Regions from separate parts of the Sus scrofa genome. Here region 2 is linked to region 1. Evidence: chromatin contacts called from public Hi-C data. All regions are on one chromosome and are shown on one strand. Each heading gives the region's core, a stretch centred on a gene start, on an enhancer-like site or on the middle of the called end of the contact. The rest is flanking DNA. Distances are from core to core; before and after follow the strand shown. Region 1 has its middle 130 kb from the start of TLE6. Region 2 holds the start of LMNB2 (lamin-B2).

Region 1 (4,344 bases), core at 86-2,585:
ATACTTCAGCAACTAGGTCCAAACAGCCAACTAGGAGGTTTTGCTGGTGAAATGGGGCCCTCTTGTGACGATGATTTTCCTCCATTGAAAGCCTTCTTTGTGCATTGTGGATACAATGACTTTGTCAGAATCTGTTACACAAATATTTTCTCCTTGTTGTGGCTTGCCTGCTTGTTTTCTCACAGTGCAAAATATTCAAATATTCAAAATTTTAAGGACAAACTAGGTCATTTCTTTGTGTATCTTTTCCACATTTTCTATCCTGAGAAATCTTTGCCTATCCCAAGATCACAAAGATTTTTCTCCAGTGTTCTTCTAGATGTTTTAGAGCTTTAGCTATTATAAAAACTTATTGTGTCTGAACAGTCATGTCCTTAAAAGGGAGACCTGTAAGAATTTTTGATTTTCCCTAATTTTTGAGCCTGTTAATTGAATGCATAGTCAACCAGACACACCACATCCTGGCCATCTTCCAATGTATATGTGAAATTCTCCAACTGCCAGAGATGACAGCTTGCAGCCCAGAGTTGCCCCAGCTTCACCTCAATCACCCCGGCACCCTCCACTTCCAGGAGTATCCTGCCTAGGACTTGGAAGAGGACTGGGGTTGTGTCCCCAGAAAGGGGCAAGGGGGCAATTAGGCAACATAGAGGCTTCCCTGAGTGTGATGGGAACCAAACATTTGTACAGGGTCTGGGGGAGGCAGCAGGAGGGACAGATGCTCATAGTGCTCACCTGTCCACATTTGAGATATAATATTTAATACATTTACTCTTTATTAACATGGTTAATTTTTTTTTTTTTGTCCCTCCCCATCGGAATCTAAGGATGAGGGCAAGGATTTTTGTGTTAATTTACTGTTGTCTTCCCTTGTCCAGAAAATAGAGTTTGGAATATAGCTATGCTTAATTAGCATTTTTTTTTCAGGATTCCACATGCATTTTTCCTTCAGGAATATCCAATACAAAAAACAAAATAGGCACCAAAGCGAAAACGTGAGCTAGGGCGCCATCCAGTGGCTACTATGGGATAGCACGACGCAGTTATTAGAAAAGCAGTACGTAAACAAATGAATAAAATATGACACATTTCTGGAAAAATAAGGTGTGTTCCAAGAAGCAACATTCCAATAATAGGAATGTCTTTTTATAGGGGTGTAAATAAAGAAAAGTTTTCAGAGAAATGAGCATTTATTGCTTATGTAACAAACATTGCTTATTAGACACCCGGGTGCTCAGGGGTTGCCCAGGAGGCCACGCCCTCAGCCACACCTCTGGGTGTGCTTTCTACCCTAGACACGCCCGTGTGGGGATGTGGGCGGGCCCTCATTGACCACGCCCACAAGCACATTCCCGCTTCCGGAAAGCCTAAGGGGGCAGGGCACCACACTAGAACCAATAACGTCCCAATGACCGGGGAAATAGTATTTATCTGCTCTATGATTGGAGAAGCTGACCTGCCTATCCTCGAGCTTCCACCAACACCAAACGTAGGTCTGCCCCCTTTTTATTGCTCCCAGCTGCCCCGGGGCCGGAAGCGGAAGTGCGATCAAGAACGCTACTGCAGAGTTGGCTGCTTTCATGGGACTACACGCTACTCCTTTTGGTGTCCACAGCAGGGTCAGGCCTTGCGACTGCTTGGCGGCCAAGGCTGGGCGAGGAGCAAGCCGCGCCAGGAGTGGGTCAGAGGGCGGGGTACAGTTCAAAGGGCAGGGGTCGGGGTTATTTAAAGGGTTACTTCCAAAGTCCAGTCTAGGACGAATGGAACTGAGCCTCAGGGGTCTTGTTTGGCGGCGCAGGACCATCTGACCCCCTACACCTTAGGACCCGCGGCGGCCTCACTTTAGGATTTGGGGGAAGGGTGGATATGAGTGAGATGTGGATGGAGGCTGGTTTCCCTGGGCGCAGAGCAAAGCTGAGCCACGTGCAAAGGGGTCAACCAGGGCAACGTGAAACTGAATCCTTTTTCTTGGAAAACAAAAATTCATGTGGATTGTTGTGTCCAGAAACACCTGTGTAAATGCTTCGTGATATCCTACTGTGGCCACTGGATGGCGCCCTAGCTCATTGTGGAAATGGGGACAGATTCTTAGCATCCAAGAGAATCAGACTCCAAGTGGGAGAGGAACGTTGTCTTCTTACAAACAGGTTTTCCCGTCCCACTTTCTGAGATTTTCTGGAAGGAGTCCCTGTAGACTGGCTCCTGTGCTCTTTTAACAAGTCCCCATCTTTTTTGTTTGTTTGTTTTTAGGGCTGCATGTGTGGCATATGGAAATTTCCAAGCTAGTGGTCCAGTCAGAGTTCAAGCTGCCGGCCTGTGCCACAGCCACAGCAGCGCCAGATCAGAGCCACGTCTGCGACCTATGTACCACCAGCTGGTAGCAACAGGGTATCCTTAACCCACTGAGAGAGGCCAGGGATCAAAACCTGCATCTTCATGGATACTAGTCTGGTTTGTAACCTGCTGAGCCACAGCGGGAACTCCAAGCTCCTCATCATTTTGTGAACATTGCCTGACTTTCTGGCATAACTGGATGCTTCAGGACCTTCTTGTCTGGATACTGGCCCAGCCTCTGATCATCTTTGTCATAGACAGATTTCAGAGCCCAGTCAGGCATGTGTAGCTTAGTACATGGGGTGTGGGATTTTGGGGACTCCTAGGAGAATGAGTGTCTTTTAGAAAAGACTTCTTATCAGGCGTTGTCAGTGCAGTGGCCTGAGTTGCTGCTGTGGATTGTGTTCCATCCCTGACCCTGGAACTTCCTCATGCTGGGAAGGACCAAAAAGAAAAAAAAAAATTTAAATCTTCCTAGATTGTTAAGGTGGCATGGGAAAGCTGGGAGGGAGGTGGGTGTGAAGGAGAGCCATATGGTGATGAACATTTTCCATTTCTTGACTGCGGATAAATGAACCTACCTAGGTGATAAAATTGCATAGAACATAAAAGCAAAAATATTGTAAAGAACTTAACACACACACACTTGAATAAAATAGATTGTATCAATGTCAAGATCCTGGTAGTGACATACAACTATATTTTGCAAAATTTTAGCACTGGGCAAAGGCAGAGGAGATCCCTGAGTTATTTCCAACTCCATATGAATCTACAATTCTCTCAATAAAAATTCCAATTAAAAAGGATCTGTACTATGTTGCCACAGCTGTGGTGTAGGTCACAGCTGTGGGTCTGGAACTTCCGTATGTTCTGGGCACAGCCATTTAAAAAAATTAAAAAGCCATACTAATAGAAATTTAATAAAACGATTTTATGGTGGAAATGCCAATAACATGAGAAGCCATGAAAACAGCAGAACACATGGGCTGCAGCTTACTAGTAAATACTAGAGATGAGTGAATGAACATCCTGTCACTGTCCCATCTGCTTTGCAGAAATGAATGTGAGAATAAAATTCTGGGTGAATAAAGAATGAACGTTTGGGTGACTCAGGGAAGCAGTTTTGTTTGGGACTGTTTTCAACCACAAATAAGCTATTATAAAATCCCTTAAAGGAATGATCATACCAGTTATAGTCTTGGAAAACACAGCAGTACAACCAGAGAAACAGGAAAATAAAGCAAATGGATTCCAAAAAACTCGATCAGTAGTAGGGTTTTGTTTTGGAGTTTTTTTGTTGTTTTTTGGGTTTGTTTGTTTTTTTTTTTTTTTTTTTTTTTTTTTTTGGTCTTTTTAGGGCAGCATCCATGGCATATGGAGGTTCCCAGGCTAGGGGTCGAATTGGAGCTGTTGCCACTGGCCTAGGCCAGAGCCACAACAAACACCAGATCCAAGCTGTGTTTTTGACCTACGCCACAGCTCACAGGAACGCTGGATCCTTAACCCATTGATCTGATCGAGGCCAGGGATCAAACCTGCAACCTCATGGTTCCTAGTTGGATTTGTTTCTGCTGTGCCGGGACAGGAACTCCTTGATTAGTAGTATTTTTGATCTTTGGTTGGCTAACCATTTTCTTTCTAATACGAAGTATTAAAAAGTGTTTTGGGGTAACTTTTTATTTGGATATAATTTCAAGCTTACAGAAAAGTTGCACAATCAGTACCAAGAACTCCTGCATATACACTTACCTAGCTTTCCAGATGTTAATAGTTTGTCTCTTTTTTGTGTCATCCTTTTCTCTGTGTGTATATATACACACACACATATATATATGTGTGTGTGTGTGTATATACATAGTAATTATGCATTTTCCCACTTAACTCTGGGAGAAAACTGCACTCTGTGCCCTGTAACCAAGCAGGACTATAAGGGGCTGTGAACTGGAGATTGGCACTTGCCATCTGCCTCTACAAGGAATGAATCATGAACCACAGCAGCTGCTTACCTCA
Region 2 (4,383 bases), core at 1,276-3,775, 440 kb before region 1:
CCCCAGACCACCTAGTACACACTAACAACCACGAGATCTTCTCACTCCAGAACACCCAAGCCATACCTTATATCCAATCCCTGTCTGGAGACCATTAACCAGGAACAAAAGAGCCCATGGAGTCCTGTGGATACCTGTCTCTATTTTTTTTGCTTTTATTCCAAACAAATGTGAACTCATTGTGGCCCCACAAACAAGCCCAAAAGGTGGTTATTTATTATTTCCACTTTACAAAGGGGACACTGAGACACAGAGAGGTTTAGTGATTTGCCCAAGGTCACACAGAGGCTAAGTGGTTCCCAGAAATATGCCTCCCCCCAGCACCCCACCCCTCTTCTCCTCCCAGAAGTCGGTCACTTGGCCCATTCTCTGGATGGGGAGGAGCTAAATGCTACCTTCAGGACCTAACTGACCCTCCCACGGGGGAACCACGTGGTGGTGGGCACTCCTGCCCTGATTTAGAGAACCTGCCCTTTGGTTGGCCTAACCGGTGGGAGAAAGGGAGGGCATTAGGTTGGCAGCCAGTCAGGACAGACCACATCCAAGACCCCCAGACACCCACCCTCTTGAGCGCAGGGCTTATCCAGGCCCTACTCCCTCAGTCTGCACCAAAACTTCCCCTGGTTCCCCAAGACCTCATGCCTCCCCTACTCCTCATATTGCAGGGAAAGGGAGAGGCAGGGGCCACAGACTATTAGGCTTCCATCAGCCAAGGGGGTCTTGAGGCCCAAGGGACCTGGAGACATCAGATGCTTCCCCACCCACCCCAGGCCCTGTTAAGACTGAGCCTACTGGAGTTCCCGTCGTGGAGCAGTGGTTAATGAATCCGGCTGGGAACCATGAGGTTGCGGGTTCAGTCCCTGTCCTTGCTCAGTGGGTTAATGATCCGGCATTGCCGTGAGCTGTGGTGTAGGTTGCAGACATGGCTTGGATCCCGTGTTGCTGTGGCTCTGGCGTAGGCCAGTGGCTACAGCTCCGATTTGACCCCTAGCCTGGGAATCTCCATATGCCGCGGGAGCAGCCCAAAGAAATAGCTAAAAAGACAAAAAAAAAAAAAAGACTGAGCCTACTACTCAGCCCCATTCCAATCCCCAAACTCCCCAGGATTCATCACTGGACCATTGCAAAGTTCCACAGAGAACCGAGAGCACCTGAGTCACCCCAGGAAACCCCCTGAGAGCCTCCACTCCTCCTTAGAACCCCCTCAGAGAGCTGTGGCCTCCCAGTCTCCTTAGAGACCCCAAGAAACTCCAAGTTTTCTCCTAGGACACTTGAACACCCAAACACATCCCAAGATTCCCCAAAACTCCCTTAGGGGCAAAGCTTATGCTGGCTCACATCCCACCATTTAGGGGCCCCCTAGATCTCCTCGGACTCTTCGGTGGGTGGGGCCTGCCCCACTTCCACCACTCCCACAGCCCCCCTCCCCACTCCTCCAGGGATCCCTCAGGAAATAGACCAGCCCAGTCTGCATCCCTCATTCAGGAACCTCCACTGAGATCCCATCAAGTATGCCTCAGAGGATAGGTCTCCTCCCGTGTGTACCCCTTGTCAGGGCACCCACAATCCCCTGGGTCCCCTTCAAGGAACTGGTCAGCCTCAGAATGCACTCCTCACTCGTGAAATACGTGAAACACCTGCTCCAGTGTGCACCCCTCACTCAAAGCTCCCCAGATCCTCAGGGACCCATCAGAGAACGGGATTCGCCCTAGTCTGCACCCTTCTCAGGGGATCCCCAGATCGTCCGGGATCCCTCGGTGGATGGGGCCGGTGCTAGTTTCCAGCTCTTGCGGGGGTGCTGTACCCCAGAAACCCCTGGGGTCCCTTGTAGGCGCCCATCCTGACCTCCAACCCTCACTCAGGATCCCTTTAATCTCTCGCGGGGTCCCTCAAGCAGGGGCACGCCCCAGCATGCAACCTTCACTCAAGGGATCCCCGAGATCTTCCCGGACCCCTCGGTGGGCGGAGCCAGCGCCAGTCTCCACCTCTCGCATGGGAGATGTCCCCCAAACCCTCTGGAGACCCTCAGAGGCCGGGGCCCAACGAAACGTGCGACCCTAGCCCGGGGCCCCCGCAACCCCTGGGGACACCTCGGTTGGGCAGAACCCGCCCCAGTGCCCCCTCTCGCACGAGGGTCCCCGAACCCCGTGGGACCCTCGGAGGCCCGCCCGCCGTAGCGAAGATCCAGGCGCCCGCGCCCACCTCGCGCGTGGTCACCTCCTCCTTCTCGGAGATCTTGAGGAGGAGCCGGTCGTTCTCCAGCTCCAGCGCGCGGACGCGGTCGATGTAGTGCGCCAAGCGGTCATTGAGCTCGCGCAGCTCCTCCTTCTCCTGCAGCCGCGACAGGCGCGTGGGCGACAGCGGCGTAGCGGGCCCGCCCGCGCGGCCAGGCGGCGGCGTGGCCATGGCAGCGGCAGCGGCGGCGGCGGCGGCGGCTCGGGGTCCGCGCGGCTCAGAACGGCGGCCGCGACTCGGCGGGCTCATTCAATCCGCGCCGCCGACCAAGATGGCGCCCGCCGCCCGCCGCCGCCACCGCCACGGGGCAGCCTGGGACTTGTAGTCCCACCGGAGCCGCGCGCCGCACGCCGGGAGCTGTAGTCTCCCGCTCCGTTTCCCTCGCTGTCATCAACTCAGCAGGCGCGGGACGACTGCCCAACTGCCCGCTCCAAATTCCAGCTCTGCCACTGTGTGATGCCTGGTTTCTTTTCGGGCCTCAGTTTCCCCACTCATGTAACCTACCTACCTCTTTAGAGCCTCATTAAAATTAAATTTGGTGAAGAAACCTCAGAAATATGTTCCGTGATCTCACCCATATGTGAAATCTAAAAATCCTGAAACAACACCAAAAATCCCCCAGCCGCTTATAAATAGTGTCAGGTTGTCCTCCGAAGAGGTTTACCAATTTCCAGTTTTGAAGCAATGTGTGAGATTGTCTGTTTTCCTACATCTGTCAATCCTGAATCACTAACTTTTATTTGAATGTCTTATTATGTCTATAAGTAAAGTTTTGCAGTTCTCTCTTGTGTGTATGTGTTTCTTTCTTTTTTAAAAAATTGAACTTTGGTTGATTTACAATGTCGTGCTAATTTCAGGTGTACAACCCAAGCTCATGTACACGGAAAACAGATTGGTGGCTGGAGTGGAGGGTTTGAAGCAGTGAAGGGCATCAAAGGGTGCACATTTCCAGTTATAAGATAAATGCCATGGGGATGTTATGGGCAGCATGATGACTATAGATAACAATATTGTATTGCATATTTGAGAGTTGCTAACAGAGTAGATCTTGGGAGTTCCCTGGTGGCTCAGTGGGTTAAAGATCACACTGCAGTGGTTCTGGTTGCTGCTGAGGCATGGGTTCAATCGCTGGCCTGGCACAGTGGATTAAGAATCCAGCCTTGTCACAGCTGTGGCATAGGTCACTACTGTGGCTCAGATTCAATCCGTGGCCCAGGAACTTTCATAGGCTGTGAGTGTGGCCATAAAGAAGAAATTCTCATCACAAGAAAAAAAAATCCTATAACTATGTATGGTGATGAATGTTACCTAGGCTTATGGTTGTAATCGTTTCCCACTATATACAAGTATGGAGTCAGTAAGTTATACACCTGAAACTAATAGGTTATTTATACATCAATTTTAAAATATCTCAATTAAAAAAAAAATGCTCAGTGAAAGAAGCCAAACACAAAAGGCCACACAGTGTATGATTCCACTTATACAAAATGTCCAGGAGTTCCATCGTGGCTCAGTGGTTAACGAACCTGACTAGTATCCATGAGGATGCAGGTCCGACCCCTGGCTTCACTCAGTGGGTTAAGGATCCGGGGTTGCCATGAGCTGTGGTGTAGGTCACAGACAAGGCTCAGATCCTGAGTTGCTGTGGCTGTGGCGTAGGCCGGCAGCTACAGCTCCGATTCAACCTCCAGCCTGGGAACTACCAAATGCCACAAGTGCAGACCTAAAAAGACAGAAGACAAAAATAAAATAAAGTAAGATAAGATAAGATAAGATAAATAAAATAAAATAAAATAAATATCCAGAAGAGACCAAAAAATGGAACAAGTTCTCTCCAACTTGGTGCTTTGGACATTTGGGCTCCACTGCTCCCTCTGGTGGAGAACTGACTTATTCACTGAAGGATATTGATAGACAGCATCTCTGGGCTCCAGTAGCACCCCCACCCCCTTCAGCCAGGACAACCAAAAATGTTCCTGTTGCCACCTGTCACCAAAGGGGCAAAATCTCCCTCAGTTGAGAACCACTTCCTTCCTCTAACCCTGGCACTTGCCATCTGTTTTTTCTGCCTCAAGAATGCCTCTTCCCAAACATCTCACCTCCAGGAGCTTGGCGCAAACAGCCTTGCTCACGGACCCCAACAAAGCA

What was found. A called contact is a pair of places that touch in the nucleus more often than the background predicts.
Region 2: a contact with region 1 is called in a Hi-C map of omental adipose tissue, with 2.0 times the contacts expected there. The contact joins the promoter of LMNB2 here to the enhancer-like site in region 1. A contact is called at or near these places in 2 of 5 promoter capture datasets (fetal skeletal muscle and liver), 9 of 47 Hi-C or Micro-C datasets (alveolar macrophages, embryonic fibroblasts, epiblast stem cells and 6 more) and 1 of 2 datasets of contacts at active chromatin or transcription factors (alveolar macrophages).

Annotation. Positions count from the first base shown.
Region 1 is chr2:75,681,967-75,686,310 of Sscrofa11.1, reverse strand. No RefSeq gene overlaps it. Among named protein-coding and RNA genes, the nearest start is that of TLE6, 130 kb to the right of the region's middle. Within about 2 kb of position 1,335, at least 39 of the 83 cell types and tissues checked have an H3K27ac peak or open chromatin away from gene starts, as enhancers often do. A contact at or near this core is called in embryonic fibroblasts, omental adipose tissue and retroperitoneal adipose tissue, where this site is marked.
Region 2 is chr2:76,124,074-76,128,456 of Sscrofa11.1, reverse strand. LMNB2 (lamin-B2) reads right to left here and starts at 2,525. Exons shown (of 12, transcript XM_003353991.4): 1 at 2,203-2,525. The coding sequence starts at 2,484.